Regions from separate parts of the Mus musculus genome. Here region 1 is linked to region 2. A link is a contact called in public ChIA-PET data. All regions are on one chromosome and are shown on one strand. The core of a region is the stretch at or near the end of the contact, and the rest is flanking DNA. Distances in the headings are between cores, read along the strand shown. Region 1 overlaps Aim2 (absent in melanoma 2). Region 2 holds the start of Ifi213 (interferon activated gene 213).

Region 1 (3,051 bases), core at 251-2,750, 160 kb before region 2:
GAGCATGGAATGGCTTTATGGATATTAGTAAAACTCGTGCACTTAACAGTTGTGGGTTGAGGTCTCAGTATATCGCATTCTCTTTGCTCATTGTTAGTTTTTAAAATATGGACTTGTGTAGCCCAAGTTGTCCTTGAAGTTCCTTTGTAGCCAAAGATGGTTTTGAAGTGACCTTGCCACCTCCACCCCTTAAGTGCAGCACCATGGCTGGCTTGATTTTTACATTGTTTATAAACGATATCTGAATATGCCCTATGCTTCTATAGCTTGCCTTTTTATGAAAATAGCAGAAACAACACAAAAATTTCCTAATACTAGTAATAGTGCACAGTGTTTGCTATAATATAATGTTTTATATTTGTCTTAGTATTTTATTGTCTTTCTTAGTCTTTTAACTATATAAACTCTTTCGATGTTCATAATGTTCCCCACCCCCACACCCACCCCCGCCACCAGATACACTCAGGTAGTCTCATGGAGTAGGTACTTCATAAGACCGTGAGACTTAAGGTCATCCAAGCTGATGTTTATTTTCATTTGTTTGATAGGGTGGCAGATATCATGAACTTCTGTGTCTTATGTGACCATGATGGGAAAATCATGGAATCCTGGCTTTGGGCTTGGGCGATGAACTGTAGAGATCAAATGAAGGGGGTGCACAGAATGGCAAGATTTCCAAGGCAGCAGGGTTCAGTACAGGGGGTTGAGGGATGTGAGGAAGGCCTGACCACTGACCTGACGGTCCTAGGCATATGCCCCTGCATGAGAGCAGGGACAGCTCACACTAGAAACAAAGCCTGTGTGCAGGCAGAAGGCAAGGGGAACCTTCCACTTGGTAGCAAAGCTGTATGATCCTGCGGTTTCAGAAGCTTACAGCTTTCTCAAAGGCCAGTATCTCTGCTTTGTTCCTGTCTCTGTTCATCTCTGCTTCAGGACAGTATGGCCCAGCATCCGCCAAGCAACCTAGACTAGAAGTCAGGATACGAGGGGTGAAAATTATAGAAAATATCATAGGAAAATCAGGCAATAGCCACCTGTATGCTTCCTAAATCTTAGTAGAACTTTTAAGATCTGAAACCTTCCACTCGCTGCCTTTATTGAGCTATAATTCACAGATAATGGGTATGCGTTAACAGGACACAATGTAGTATCTTCATGTGTACATATCTTGTGAAATGATAATCATAGAACAAAATTAATCTGTCTGTCTGTCTCTGTCTCTCTGTCTGTCTGTCTCTCTCTCTCTCTCTCTCTGTGTGTGTGTGTATGGTGTATGTGTATGTGTTTGTGTGTTTGCCTACATAGATATCTTTTTACCGTGGGTATAGTGAGAACCTTTGAGATCTGTCTTATTTTCTCAAGTTTCAAATGTATGCTACACTATTGATCCCCATCCTCCTTCTTTATCCTGCCTTCTGGTACCCCCTAGCTTGTGCTTCTGTTCTCTAGTGCTCTGACCTTTCTTTCTCAGTCTCCCTCCCTTGCTCCTCTTTTGCCCAGTGCCATGGCTCCCTGAGTCTCTAGGGGGTGCTTCCACCTCACCTCCCTCCTTAGCCACATCCTCTCCACAGCATCAGTTGCCATCTGCATTCTAATGCAGTTTGCATTATCCAGAGTTCTGACCTTTCATCTAAGCTCCAGGTTCATAAATTCAATTAAATCTCTCTATTTACATATCTCATGAGTACCTCAAATTTAACACTTCTTGCACGCAGCCCACATTCTTATCACCTGCCCTGCCCTGCTCCTCCTCTTCCTGTTTTTCTGTATCAATGACACTTTTTGAATGCTTCCCTGACCCAGCATTTTGGGTTTAGCCTTCAAATCTCTACCTCTTTTAAATAGGTTTTTCTTTTCCTCCTCCTCCTCCTCCTCCTCCTCCTCCTCCTCCTCCTCCTCCTCCTCTTCTTCCTCCTCCTCCTCCTCCTCCTCCTCCCCCTTCTTTTTTGTGTTTTTACTGGGCACATGTCACATTTGGGACTTTCCAGCATCTTACAAATAATTCACATGTAATAGTCCTACCTCCCCAACCCAGAAGTAAGTCCAACTTTCAGCTTCCTTTGCAGTGCAGATGGCTGGAGCAGACAAGGGCTTGCCCTAACGGGTGCTTTCCAGATGAGATTTGAGTCTGACGTCTTTGGTATAAGGACCAGAAACATGGAGGGCATAGCCCTTGCCAATATGGCTCCTTTAGGCGTGATTAGCTTTCAGGCAGCAACTGAAATTGCAATAGGATTGCTGACACCGAGGCAGCATTGGTGCTGAAGTTTTAGCAGTGGCTGTGGAGACAGATCCTGGCATTCTGCAGGTGACAGCAGCAGTGAGCTTCCTCCTTCAGAACAGTTTCACTGTGTGGTTTGATGTGTGGGTGGGGGGAGGGGTGGGGAGCCTTTTTCTGTGAGTTTAGACCAGACTTTGTTCCTTTATCCTTTACTGATCTCTGAGGTTATTATTTTTAAGAAAACAAGACTTTATTAAGCTAGCTGGAGTCAATTCTGTTGTTTGCAGCAAGAATCTTGAGCAATTTGATGTTATTGATCCTTCTGTGGAAGGAAATTTAGGTGTGTTTTGAGCTGTGTAACAGGTTCAGGGAAGGATGGGATGAACAAGAAATAGGAACCATGGGGTTGGAGAATTGTAGGATCCACCATCTAGGGTTTGATTAATCTTCCTGTATCCTTAAAGATGGTTTGTATCAGTGGAACAACAATATGAACTAACCAGTACCCCAGAGCTCTTGACTCTAGCTGCATATGTATCAAAAGATGGCCTAGTCGGCCATCACTGGAAAGAGAGGCCCTTTGGACTTGCAAACTTTATATGCCCCAGTACAGGGGAATGCCAGGGCCAAAAAAATGGGAATGGATGGGTAGGGAAGTGGTGCGGGGGAGGGTATGGGGGACTTTTGGGATAGCATTGGAAATGTAACTGAGGAAAATACGTAATTAAAAAAAAATGGTTTGTATCTTGGGTAAAGAATTATTCCCAGATGTTCTAAAAAGGCAAGGCATAGCAAGAGCAAGAAAATGGGCATCTTAGCAGAATACAATA
Region 2 (2,700 bases), core at 59-2,558:
AGACATGAATTCATGGAAATTATAAAATAAATCCTTTTTATAGTAACTAATAAGGGCAAATTTTTCTATATTAGCATTGTCTTAATTAGAACCACAAATAAAAATTCTTCTCAGAAAATCAAAATAATGAAAATAGTTTACCTCCTAGAAATAGATAAGTGTTTTAATAATAGAAAGTCTAATAATAACTTAAAAACCAAATTTTTATGCATGATTTATTTATCTTAATTTCTAAATGAACAGGGTTGTAACTTTTGTAAAATCTTAGAAAGTCTGGGCAGCATAATTAATACACCTAGTAAGTGATAGATCAACCATAGTGCACAGAGGGACTGCAGAAGAGTCTAAAAGTGTGAAGTATATATCTAGTTCTGATGAACCCTCCAACTCTTTTCTAAATCTTACCACCAGAATACAAAATCAAAGAAAACTAAAAAGACAAATAAACCAAAGCAATTAACTTTCAGGATGATACAGATTAACAATGTCTACAATTCCACCATATCCACTTGAAGTAGAAGTGAATGAAGACCATTTAATGTGCTTCTTGAGTCAATAAAACCCCAGGTTTGCAATCACTGTGAATCTGGGACACCTTTGACCACATATGCCCATTGGTGCCCAGACTATGTATGGTTGCAATACTAGATAATGCAGCCTGAGAGCTAGATGCATTTTTCACTGGGTATTATTACCTCATGACAATTTTTCCTGTCACAAACACGTCTTTTGCCCAGCCATTCACTACAACCACCAGGTTCTAAGCACTCTCCAGCCAAGAAAACAAAAGCCCTCTTCTTATTCACTTATCCTGACTTACCTAAAAAAACGTGTATTTTATAATCTGAAATATGCCCCTTTTCGGATCAGTCTTACTGGTGGAAGAATAAGGATGCCTAGCATATTTATGAGCCAAGGACCTGAATCCAGATACTGCAGATTCACTGCTCAGTGTAGCAGCCACCAGCTTGGCTTCCTTCTCTCTCCACCAAAAGATCAACAGGGATTTCACCTGTAGTCGTGTGCATTCACAGAGAAAGCAGGGGGAGGACTCACCTCTTCAGAAAATTCTTCAGTGGTATCCAGTTTTGCAGGGCAGGAAGCAGTGAGTGAATGAGCAAGTGAGCAAGTGAGTGTGTGTGTGTGTGTGTGTATGTGTGTGTGTGTGTGAAGATAAAAAAGTAAACAGTAAATCTCTCAGAAGGTGATACAGAGGATTTTGTAATCTCCTGAAATTCTGAGAAAATAAAGTGTTTTCAGAGAGAGAGATGGAAAGCTGACACTGGGTAGAGTCACTGCTCAGCTGCTCAGACTGAGGGGAACTGGTTTCTCATCCTGTGCTACTTTGTGGGGAGTGGACAAGGTTCATAGCTTTCGATTTCCTCAGAGACGGAAACTCAAGAGTTTCCTTCTTGTAAACAATAACCAAAAAAGTCAAAGAGAGCTAGTTACACTCAGGATGTTTCTTGCAAATCTTCATAGGTACAAGATTTAGATTTATAATCCTCATGTCCTACAGGCTTGCAAAAGGATCCCTAGGAACCTTCATTCCTTTGAATGAAGGTGAAAACTTAGACCAAAAAAGCCAAGTCACCAAGCCTCTTCTTTCTTTTCTGCTCAGGACAGAGTCAGTATCAGGAGATCTTTGCTGTGTTAGTTGCCTGCTGCATGTAAATGAGTTTCAAGGAAAATCTAAGTGAAACAGCTCCTGGTTTAAGTCATCCCTGTAGCATCTATGCATCCATTAGTAGCTCCCAAGACCTAGACTTGCCAGAGCATAACATTACAAACACACAACTCCAAGCTGCAACCTCAAATAGATAGAAAGGCATTTGGCTTTATCTACCTCCCTCTTGATTATAGAACTAAGCTGTCCTCCTTCAATGGTGAAGTAAATGTTTCCTCAGTGTCTCTACATTATTCACTGGTAAGCACAGGGAAACCTGGGTCCTGGGAGTCAGTGGGAAACCTCGAGCTTTGATTGAGATTATGGGCTGAAATAATGCTTGTCCTGCTACATTTTTTCTGAAATGGAGAGTTCAAGGATTAAGGATTGCTGTAATCCTGAAACATGGAACAAATGGCATCAAGCAGCAGATAATGATATTGGAGCCTGCCAGCTGGTCTGCAAAAGAGGATGATGCCATAGCTAGGTAACCAGTCACCTGGATGAAAATGATGGGAGTTAAATTGCTTTCCAACTGCTAGTCTTGGGCAACTTCTGGATGTATATGCCTTTGATAGTAGAACAGTTGGGGGAATCACCATCCCTGACCTCAAGATTTCTTACAGAGCAATAGTGATTCAACCTGCATGGTATTAGTACTGAGACAGACATGTTGATCAATGGAATAGAAATGAAGACCCAGAAATAAAACCACACACTTCCCATCACTTGATCTTGATAAGCCAAAACTATATAATGAAAAAAAAAAGAAAGCATTTCAAAAACGGGTTTTAGTCTAACTGGCTGTCTCTATGTAGAAGAATGAAAATTGACCCATATTTATCACCTTGCACAAAGCTCAAGTCTAATTAGATCAAGGACCTCAACATAAAATCAGATACACTGAATCTAATAGAAGAGATAATGGGAAAGAGCCTTGGACTCATTGGCACAGGGGGAAATTTCCTAAACAGAACGCCAATGGTTCATGCTCTAAGATCAAGAATCAATAAATGGGACCTCATGAAACTGGC

What was found. ChIA-PET counts read pairs in DNA pulled down with a chosen protein or histone mark.
Region 1: an RNA polymerase II ChIA-PET map of memory CD8 T cells shows a contact between it and region 2, with 213 read pairs. The contact joins the enhancer-like site here to the promoter of Ifi213 in region 2. A contact is called at or near these places in 2 of 15 datasets of contacts at CTCF or cohesin (CD8 T cells and large pre-B cells), 5 of 115 datasets of contacts at active chromatin or transcription factors (CD8 T cells, effector CD8 T cells, fibro-adipogenic progenitors and 2 more) and 3 of 9 other capture datasets (adipose tissue, liver and pancreatic islet).

The regions. Positions count from the first base shown.
Region 1 is chr1:173,439,196-173,442,246 of GRCm38.p6, forward strand. All of the region lies in intron 2 of Aim2 (absent in melanoma 2), which reads left to right. Among named protein-coding and RNA genes, the nearest start is that of Aim2, 20 kb to the left of the region's middle. Within about 2 kb of position 1,501, at least 79 of the 459 cell types and tissues checked have an H3K27ac peak or open chromatin away from gene starts, as enhancers often do. A contact at or near this core is called in CD8 T cells, effector CD8 T cells, memory CD8 T cells and 1 more, where this site is marked.
Region 2 is chr1:173,597,964-173,600,663 of GRCm38.p6, forward strand. Ifi213 (interferon activated gene 213) reads right to left here and starts at 1,309. Exons shown (of 6, transcript NM_001368798.1): 1 at 1,057-1,309.